Regions from separate parts of the Oryctolagus cuniculus genome. Here region 1 is linked to region 2. The links are chromatin contacts, called in public Hi-C maps. All regions are on one chromosome and are shown on one strand. Each heading gives the region's core, a stretch centred on a gene start, on an enhancer-like site or on the middle of the called end of the contact. The rest is flanking DNA. Distances are from core to core; before and after follow the strand shown.

What was found. A called contact is a pair of places that touch in the nucleus more often than the background predicts.
Region 1: a Hi-C map of an unstated tissue shows a contact between it and region 2, with 3 times the contacts expected there. The contact joins two enhancer-like sites. A contact is called at or near these places in 3 of 6 Hi-C or Micro-C datasets (ear pinna, skin fibroblasts and an unstated tissue).

Annotation. Positions count from the first base shown.
Region 1 is chr4:90,346,766-90,351,119 of mOryCun1.1, forward strand. The region is part of intron 4 of TPRG1 (tumor protein p63 regulated 1); the gene reads right to left. Among named protein-coding and RNA genes, the nearest start is that of TPRG1, 110 kb to the right of the region's middle. Within about 2 kb of position 2,341, at least 1 of the 8 cell types and tissues checked has an H3K27ac peak or open chromatin away from gene starts, as enhancers often do. A contact at or near this core is called in ear pinna, where this site is marked.
Region 2 is chr4:89,631,460-89,635,635 of mOryCun1.1, forward strand. It overlaps P3H2 (prolyl 3-hydroxylase 2), which reads left to right. Exons shown (of 15, transcript XM_002716510.5): 15 at 1-526. The region is part of intron 1 of LOC127482915 (a long non-coding RNA gene); the gene reads right to left. Among named protein-coding and RNA genes, the nearest start is that of P3H2, 170 kb to the left of the region's middle. Within about 2 kb of position 1,437, at least 2 of the 8 cell types and tissues checked have an H3K27ac peak or open chromatin away from gene starts, as enhancers often do. A contact at or near this core is called in ear pinna, where this site is marked.

The DNA of each region.
Region 1 (4,354 bases), core at 1,091-3,590, 720 kb after region 2:
CTTCTATTAATATAAAAGGAACAGTGGAGGGCATGTGGTACACCAGGTTAAGCTGCCCCTTATGATGCTCACACCACAGACTGGAGTGCCAGTTTGAGTCATGGATGCTCTGCTTCCAAACAGGCTTCCGACTAAAGCACCTGGCAAGCAGTAGATAATGGCTCGAATGGTTGGGCCTCTGCCACCCACATGAGAGACTAGGATGGAGTTCTGGGCTCCTAGCTTCAGCCTGGCCCAGCACTGGATGTTGACGATTGACGATTCTCTCTCTCTCTCTTTTCCTTTCTGCTTTTCACAAAAAAAAATTAAATAAATCTTTCCAAAAAACAACAAATATTAAATAGTTTGTTGGCTTTTTGGAAGAAAAATTGAATAAAACTTGAGTCATGTAGCAGGCAGTTCCAGAACTCCGCCAGGAACTGAATGCTATTTTCGCGGATCTGAAAATTATCTCGAGTCAGTCAGATGTGGGATGTTTCATTGCTTTGAAAAAAAAAATAGTAAAAACATGAGGAACAAATAATTGAGGTTTTATACAAAAATGAAAATGAATGGTCAAGGAAACTCTAAGCTTTTAATAATTAATACATAAACTTTCTGACAATTTAAATTATGGGGTAGGTAACTCAGACCCAATACATTAATTCACCATGAGAGTAGGTTGATTTAAAGTTTCCTTTTTAGCTATGCATGGTTTACTCAGTAATAATAACAAAAGAAAACCACAAAATTCCACCTATACAGCATCACTCCCTCTAACCAGCCTCAGCATGCCTGGTTGCAGAGCACTTAAACCCACACACCAAGAGTGTTACTTGGGCTTGGCTGGGGACTTGGATGAGACTTTCACTATTCAGACACAGAAAATATTAATTATCATCAGATCTGTCATTATCTTCCCATCCCCCCTTCCACATCCTCATCTCGCCTATCTGATCCTTTCTCCCTGCAGCCAGCAAAATGAAAAGCAGTGATTTGCTGAGTGGATTGTGGTTTTACTCAAAAAGAAAAAGGGCCAGCTGTGTATGCCTATTTGGAGTAATCAAAACAGGGAGCTGGAAAGGTATTTCTTGAAGTGCCCCAAGGCAGTTTTGTAGAAAAATCCAGAAAATATCAGTTTATTAAAGCAGCTACAAAGGAAAGTCAGAGAATGAAGGAGGGAAATAAGACAGGTGGAGAGAGAGACACACACAGGGAGACAGAGACAGAGGGACAGAGACAGAGAGGACCAGAATGTAACTACAGAGAGACGGGGGAGAAATAGGTGCAATGATAAAAAAGAAGTACAAAACCATGTGTTTAATGCCCTCTCTCCCAATTTCTGTGCCATTTGATCTGCATGTCCAGGCAGATGCAAGTGTTTGTAGAGTGTGTAGAAGCAGCAACCAGAGTTGGCTTGGCTTGCCAAAAGAACAGTCAAACGCCTACAACATATGACTTCAGGAGTGCCTGCATGACCCACTGCCCAAAATAACACCACTCTATCCACTGCTGATGCCTACAATTCCACTGTTCGTGCTTCATATTTGTTGAAAAGTGCTGCAATGCCTTTTGTCATTGCCCTAGCTTAGGAAACTCTTTCAGACTGTTTGCAGCCATTTAAGATCATCCTGGAGGTACCTTTCAAGATCTTTCCTGTGTAGGACCAGCCCTTGACATAGCAGGTAAAGCTGCCGTCTGCAGTGCTGGCTTCCCATATGGGCACTGGTTCAAGTCTTGACTGCTCTACTTCTGATCCAGCTCTCTGCTATGGCCTGGCAAAACAGTTGAAGATGGTCTGAATCCCTGGGCTCCTGCACCCACATGGGAGACCCAAAAGAAGCTCCAGGCTCCTGGCTTCAGATCAGCTCAGCTCCAGCCATTGAGGCCATCCGGGGAGTGAACCAACAGGTGGAAGACCTCTCTTTGCCTCTGCTTCTGCCTCTCTGTAACTCTGCCTTTCAAATAAATAAATATTTTTTAAAAAGATCTTTTCTGTGTGTTGGAAGGACCCTGATGTAACAGAAGAAAATGTGAAGCTAGTAGGTACCTGAGCAAGACAAAATGTCAAACAAGAAAAGTCATTAAGGACAAAATTTACTTATCCAAGTGGCACACAATTCTGGTGAAATCAGGCTTACAATGGACATTTAGTTCGTATTTAGACATTCAGAAAGGTGAGAAAATACCAGTTATATTTTGGTTTTATGGTTATAAAATTATATCTGTCAAATTATTAGGATAACTGCCCCAATATCTTCCCCCCTCCTTCCCTCCCTCCCTTCTCTCCTTCCCTTCTTCCCTCCTTCCCTCCTTCCTTCCTTTCCAATGAACAAGGCAAGATTATTGACGTCAGAAACCTGCTGCAGCAGCCAGCAGGAAGGCTTCAAGAGAGAAAGACCCCAACTGTTTCTATTTAGAATGCAGAAGGGTATAAGTGGTTGTTAGGTAGGCAGTCTACATTGTCTGCAATGTGTGTTATATACATTAGTGTTTATTATAACCCTCTGATTCAGATAGTATCATCCCCATATTACAGGGAGAATCTAAGACTCAGAGAGGTTAATTAATCTGCCTAAGGTATAGAAATAGAAATTGTAGGGTTGGGTTGTACTTAAATCAGACAATCTGCCTGCAAGTCCTGTGTTGTTCCATTATGACAAGCAGCTTCATGGTTATGGAAGGCCTAAATTTCTCACATGCTCCGTTTGTATGAGTTTCCTCTGGTCCTACACACAAAAAGGCTTTATATTCTGGTCTCAACTGTACAGTTTAGAGGAGTGGAAAGATAGAAGAGGATATGGGTAAGAAGGCATAAAGGGGCCGCTGCAGTGGCTCACTTGGCTAATCCTCCACCTGCGGCACCTGCACCCCGGGTTCTAGTCCCAGTTGGGGCACCAGTTCTGTCTTGGTTGCTCCTCTTCCAGTCTAGCTCTCTGCTGTGGCCCAGGAAGAGAGTGGAGGATGGCCCAAGTGCTTGGACCCTGCACCTGCATGAGAGACCAGGAGGAGGCACCTGGCACCTGGCTTTGGATCGGCACAGCGCACCGGCCGTAGCAGCCATTTGGGGGGTGAACCAACAGAAGGAAGACGTTTCTCTCTGTCTCTCTCTCTCTCACTAACTCTGCCTGCCAAAAAAAAAAAAAGGCATAGAGGGAGATATGAATGATCTGATTCCTATTATAATACATGTGTTAAATTAACTGTATCTCTTCTCATTCATGATGCTGATATGTTCAACCAACATTCTCCCCTATACAAGAGGGACGAGGGACACCGTGTTAAATGAGATACAGTTTATCATTTGGAATATCTTCTAGTCTAGTGTGGTAATAGTCCTGTAAATAGCACTTGCTGATATGAGATATATGTTAACAGGAAAATCCCTAATTAGCAAAAGAGAAGGTCTAGGATTACTAGTTCCTCCCATCCAACCAATAGTAATTTATCCAACCATACAGTTAGTGAGAAATAGCTATGGAACCAGTTCATAAATCTTCCAGCTCTGGACCTGTGATCTATTAGAATATTCTAAGTTACTTAGAGACTGCTTCCTCTAATTCTTCTGTCTGTCTAAAGGATTGGATCTAGTTTATCTTTTCATTCATAAACATATTTATTAGAGAGAGAATCATATCTCTGTACTGTTTTACCAAAAGTCATAATCTATAGCATGATAATGAAGTTCTTGACACAATCTGAAGTCATGGTCAGGGAACTCTGTCTCTGTGTAATGAATCAGTTTATGTCATGTCTCCTCTAAACCAGCCATTTGACATGCTTTGCTTTGGTTCTTAAACCTTTCACTACGGTTGTACTATATGGAAAACATTGTACTAGATTATATATATATGTATTATATATATAATTTTATATATGTAGGGTTACAGTGTGTATACACGTACATACACAGGGTTATAGTTTTGTAATTTGTGTATACACACACACACACACATACACATATACATACAATCATTACAGTTACCCTTGAAATAGGTTATATTATGCTAATTTTCCACATGAGGGAAGTATCAGGTAAAATGAATATCTTGTATAAGTTAACAAGAATTCACCTCAAATAGAAAGGTGTCATTTGAATGTGGTTCCCTCTAACCCCAATGGCAAGACATTTAACCACTAGATTAGATTTGCCTCTTTCTGTACCCTGATTGCGTCACAAAATATGTCAAAGAACATTTGTGAGGAGGTACCTTTCTCTGAAGGGAGGAGAGAAATTCCACTTTTACTATGACCTTGTCTAAATATGATCAGAGTCAGTGAACTCAAAAGGCTTCCATAGCCTTGGAAACTCATGACTGGTGCATAGGGAGATTACTGATGCCATAAACAGGAGTGTCAATTTGTAAAGTCAACA
Region 2 (4,176 bases), core at 187-2,686:
GTCGGCTCAGCTTTGGGTGTGAGGAGCCCCTGGTGGAGTCCATACCCTAGCAGGTGTTAGAAACACATCGGTTCACCCAGGCTCTAGAAAGGAACCTCTCTGGTGAGGACTGTACGGGACCGAGGGGCCCCCAGTTCCTCCCGGGCCTCGGTGGACTGTTGGGGATTCGAATCCCCTTTCACCGGAAGATTGGTGCACCCCCAACAGTGATCTGGGAAGGACCTGCTCTGTGAGTTGTTTCTTTAAACCGGTTGGTCATGTAGGGGTTGAAGTAGCATGTTCTTTCACCCCAGTGGCTTTGCAAGAAAACCCTTGAATTGCCAAGATCATGGCACTGCTGCCAGGTTGCCTGTGAGTGGTGTCCAGTGATGAACAGGGATGTTTTGGATTTAAATAATAAAAATGGATTTCTGGTGCCTATCTTCATTTGCATATAGTTTGGCAACCCTTGCTCATTGCTGCTCTCCAGCACACAGGTTCGTGCTTGTGTCTGATTTGTGTAATAAAAGGGAGGCTTATTTTAAAACTTGGTGTTCATTTTTCTGCTCCTCAGTGTTTGCTTTGTCTTTGGGTGATGATTTGTGTGATTCCACTGGAGCCTTTGGGACAACCTGGGAGCAACACTGGCCCGTGGCTGGTTCCGCTGGCAGGCACTTGGGGTCCGAGGGAGGTAGGGGCACTGCTTTGGAGGAAGCAGATGTGGTCAGCAAGGAGGGCTGAAAAACCAGAGTGTGTGCTTCTTGCTGTGTATCCTAAGGAGGACTCCGGGAAGACTGTCGCAGGGGCTGGCGTGGGTCTAGCCCAGGGGAGCCCTGGGAGATCCTGCCTCTGTGATGGGCAGTGGTGGAGGTGAGATCTTTCTGCCGCTTGTGATCTCAGTTAGTGGGAAAAACATTCATCTTTTGAAACTGGAAAATTCTGTTGCAGTGATTTATTGTGCCATCTGTTTTCCACCAAACCTTCTGGTGACATTTTCATCATGGGAGAGTGGAAAGAGCATTCAATGATAATCCCAGCCCTATCAAATACGCCCTGCTATGTGACCTGGAGCTACCTTGTTTCTCTTTGTGAGCTTCAGTTTCCTTCTCTGAAAATGACTTACTTGGTGGTCATTGTTCCCAGAAGCCCTTATTCTTGCTGAAAATACAAAACGAAACATATAAAGTTCAAAACCGAAACTAGGTTTAGAAATAGGCGTAATACGAACAACTTCGTTTCTGCTAACATTTCAAGAGTTGTGAATGACTTCGTTGTATGTGTATGTGATTTTAAAACTTTGCACTCAGTCTTACAGCAAGACATTTCTGAGCTTTAAAAAGGTGGATTGCTATTTGTTTGCTCTGCTGTTGTGAAGAGCTTGCTGGCACTCAGACTTGCTGATAGGAGAACCTGGGCAAGGATCTGATTTCTGTTTTCTGGCAACAAGGCATCAACAAGGAAAACAGTCAGAAGCTCCTTGCAGTGCCTGCTTCCTTGGTGCAGTGGGTGCTCTGGGAGACAGATACCGCAGCGCTGATTCTGATATTCAGTCCCACAGAAAGCGGGTGAAAGCCTCAATGGGCGTCGTTGTGTTACTTCCACCTCTTGTGCCATTTGCTGACAATGCAGAGCTGGTCTTCCTGTTCTGCAGGTTAACCATGTTGCTTTACACCTGAGCATCATGTATATACCAAAACATTTACTTTTTAATCTGATTCACATCAAACCATGCACTATTTCATTTAAAAATTTATAGAGTATCATTGGATGACTTTAAAAAATTAAGCTCAGAAATTACAGTCTGTGCTAATTCATCTTTGATAGAAGAATGGTAAAGGCCCAATAGGATTTTTGTAGATCTTAGAGCTGAAAGAGGCCATAGAAATCACCATTCATTTTTATCTTTCTCTGTGTAAGCAAGCTTAGGATCAAAGTTGATCCTATGGCTCCAGAATTGGGGCAGGCAGAAGTAGGGCTACGGCCAGGGCTGTTGAATTGGGTTGTGCATGAATGCTTGGCATGGGTATATGGGGGCTGGGATCCCGGCACTGGGCATCCTCCACCTACAGGAAGGGATGCTTTTCAGTATGTGTTCCAAGATGGTACTTCCACGGCAGTGTGCAGGCCTGGGTCTCTTCAGTAGGGGAGCATTTCTCTGATTCATGCAAAAGTGCTGCATGTACAAGAGCCACTCCATGCTAAACAGCCCTGTCTTTATGTCCAATACTCTTCGTTTGTGTCTCTTGGGGAGCTCCCATTTGTTTCGCTGACTACCTCTTCCTTGTGTCAAAAGCCTGCAGTACGCAGCACTGTTGTTTTCAACTGCTTTTCAAATGTGTCTAACATGGAGCTTATTGATTTGGTAGGGAGTCTGGAAAATATACTGGGCACAGATCATAATGCCCATTTTGCAAATGAAGAAACGGAAAACTTCAAAGTGATTGCCTTCAGCTACTCAGCTCAGAACATCCATATGTAGCTGCATGTTCAGTCTTTTGAGTCAGAGAGGAGAAGAAAACTCCTGGAGCATTTCTCCCTCAGCCATGCACCCAGGCCTATTAAATATAAAAGTATAGAGGCCGGCTCTGTGGCGTAGCAGGTAAAGCCGTCCCATATGGGTGCCAGTTTGAGTCCTGGGTGCTCTACTTCCAATCCAGCTCTCTGCTATGGCCTGGGAAAGCAGTAGAAGATGGCCCAAGTCCTTGGGCCCCTGCACCCGTGTGGGAGACCCGGAAGAATCTCCTGGCTCCTGGCTTTGGATTGGCGCAGCTGCAACCATTGCAGCCAATTGGGGAGTGAACCAGTAGATGGAAGACCTCTCTCCTTCTCTCTGTGTAACTCTGACTTTCAAATAAATAAATAAATCCTTAAAAAGTATAAATTGATGTTAAGAAAAAAGTTTGAGTTTTGAAAAATCAAGAATACCTTTTTTAATAGAAAACTTTTATTTAATAAATATAAATTTTGAAAGTACAACTTTTGGATTATAGCGGTTCTTCCCCCGGTAATCACCCTCCCACCCACAAACCATCCCATCTCCTACGTTTTATTAAAAGATTCCTCTTATTTATTTGAAGGACAGAGTTGCAAAGAAGGAGAGGGAGGGAGAGATAGAGTGAGATCATTTGTCTGCTGGTTCACTGCCCAGATGGTTGCAATGGCCAGGCTGGGCCAGACAGAAGCTAGGAGCCATGAGCTTCTTCCAGATATTCCGTGTGGATGGCAGGGGCCCAAGCCACTGCTTCCCCAGGCACCTTAGTAAGGATCTGGATGGGAAGTGGAGCAGCCAGGACGCAAACCGTCACACATATGGGATGCAGGCATCACAGGGGGTGGCTTTAGCAGCTACACCACAACACCAGCCCCAAGAAAATTCTTTTTCCTCTTTTATTTTCCTGCTAAGTGATGAGAGATGGCTTATTCCCCCTTCTGTCCTCTGAGTAATATTGAATATGGATTGCATAATTCAATGTGACTTAGCTCCATTTTGGGGCTCATAACTTGTGCCCAGTGGTGGTTTCATGAAGTTCACAAAAGGAAAAGAGGATTCTAGTTATGGTAGCATTTTCCTTTCTCTCAAAGGCAGAAAGATTCTTGACCTGGGTTTCTTCTTCAGAAGACAGACACAGGACAGTGGGACAGTTTGGACATGAGAAATGCTTTCTTCATGGCCCTGAATTACTGTTTGACCAGGAAATCTCAGTTTTAATGGAATCTTCATTATTAACGTCTCTGCAACATTTTTGGCACTTACTCAGTTGAGAAGAAGCCATGGAATGAGTCAGTACCATTTAATAATATATACCCATGAATTTTAATTGGAGTACAAATGCTGAATTATTTCACATTAGACAGCCACAGGGAACCAGTCCCTCACTGACGTCAAGACAAGAGGTAATGGAGGCCACCTCACTAGCTCCCTCTGCCAGAGCATTAAATATTCTTAGGTGACTGACAATGGTATGGCTGAGAAGTGGAAAAAGTTATACTGCGCCCACCTCCAGAAGTCTTTGGAGAAACAGGAGCCGTTTGGCAAAAACTCCAAACCACAAGCCCTTGGTTCCCGTCCCTCTCTACCTCCTACCAAGAGGGCTGTGATGTGAAGTGACCTTCCCACATAGTCCCAACAGCCCACCCACAAATCCTCTACTCCGAGATAATTCGATGTTTCCAACATGAGCCATAGGGCGCATTTTG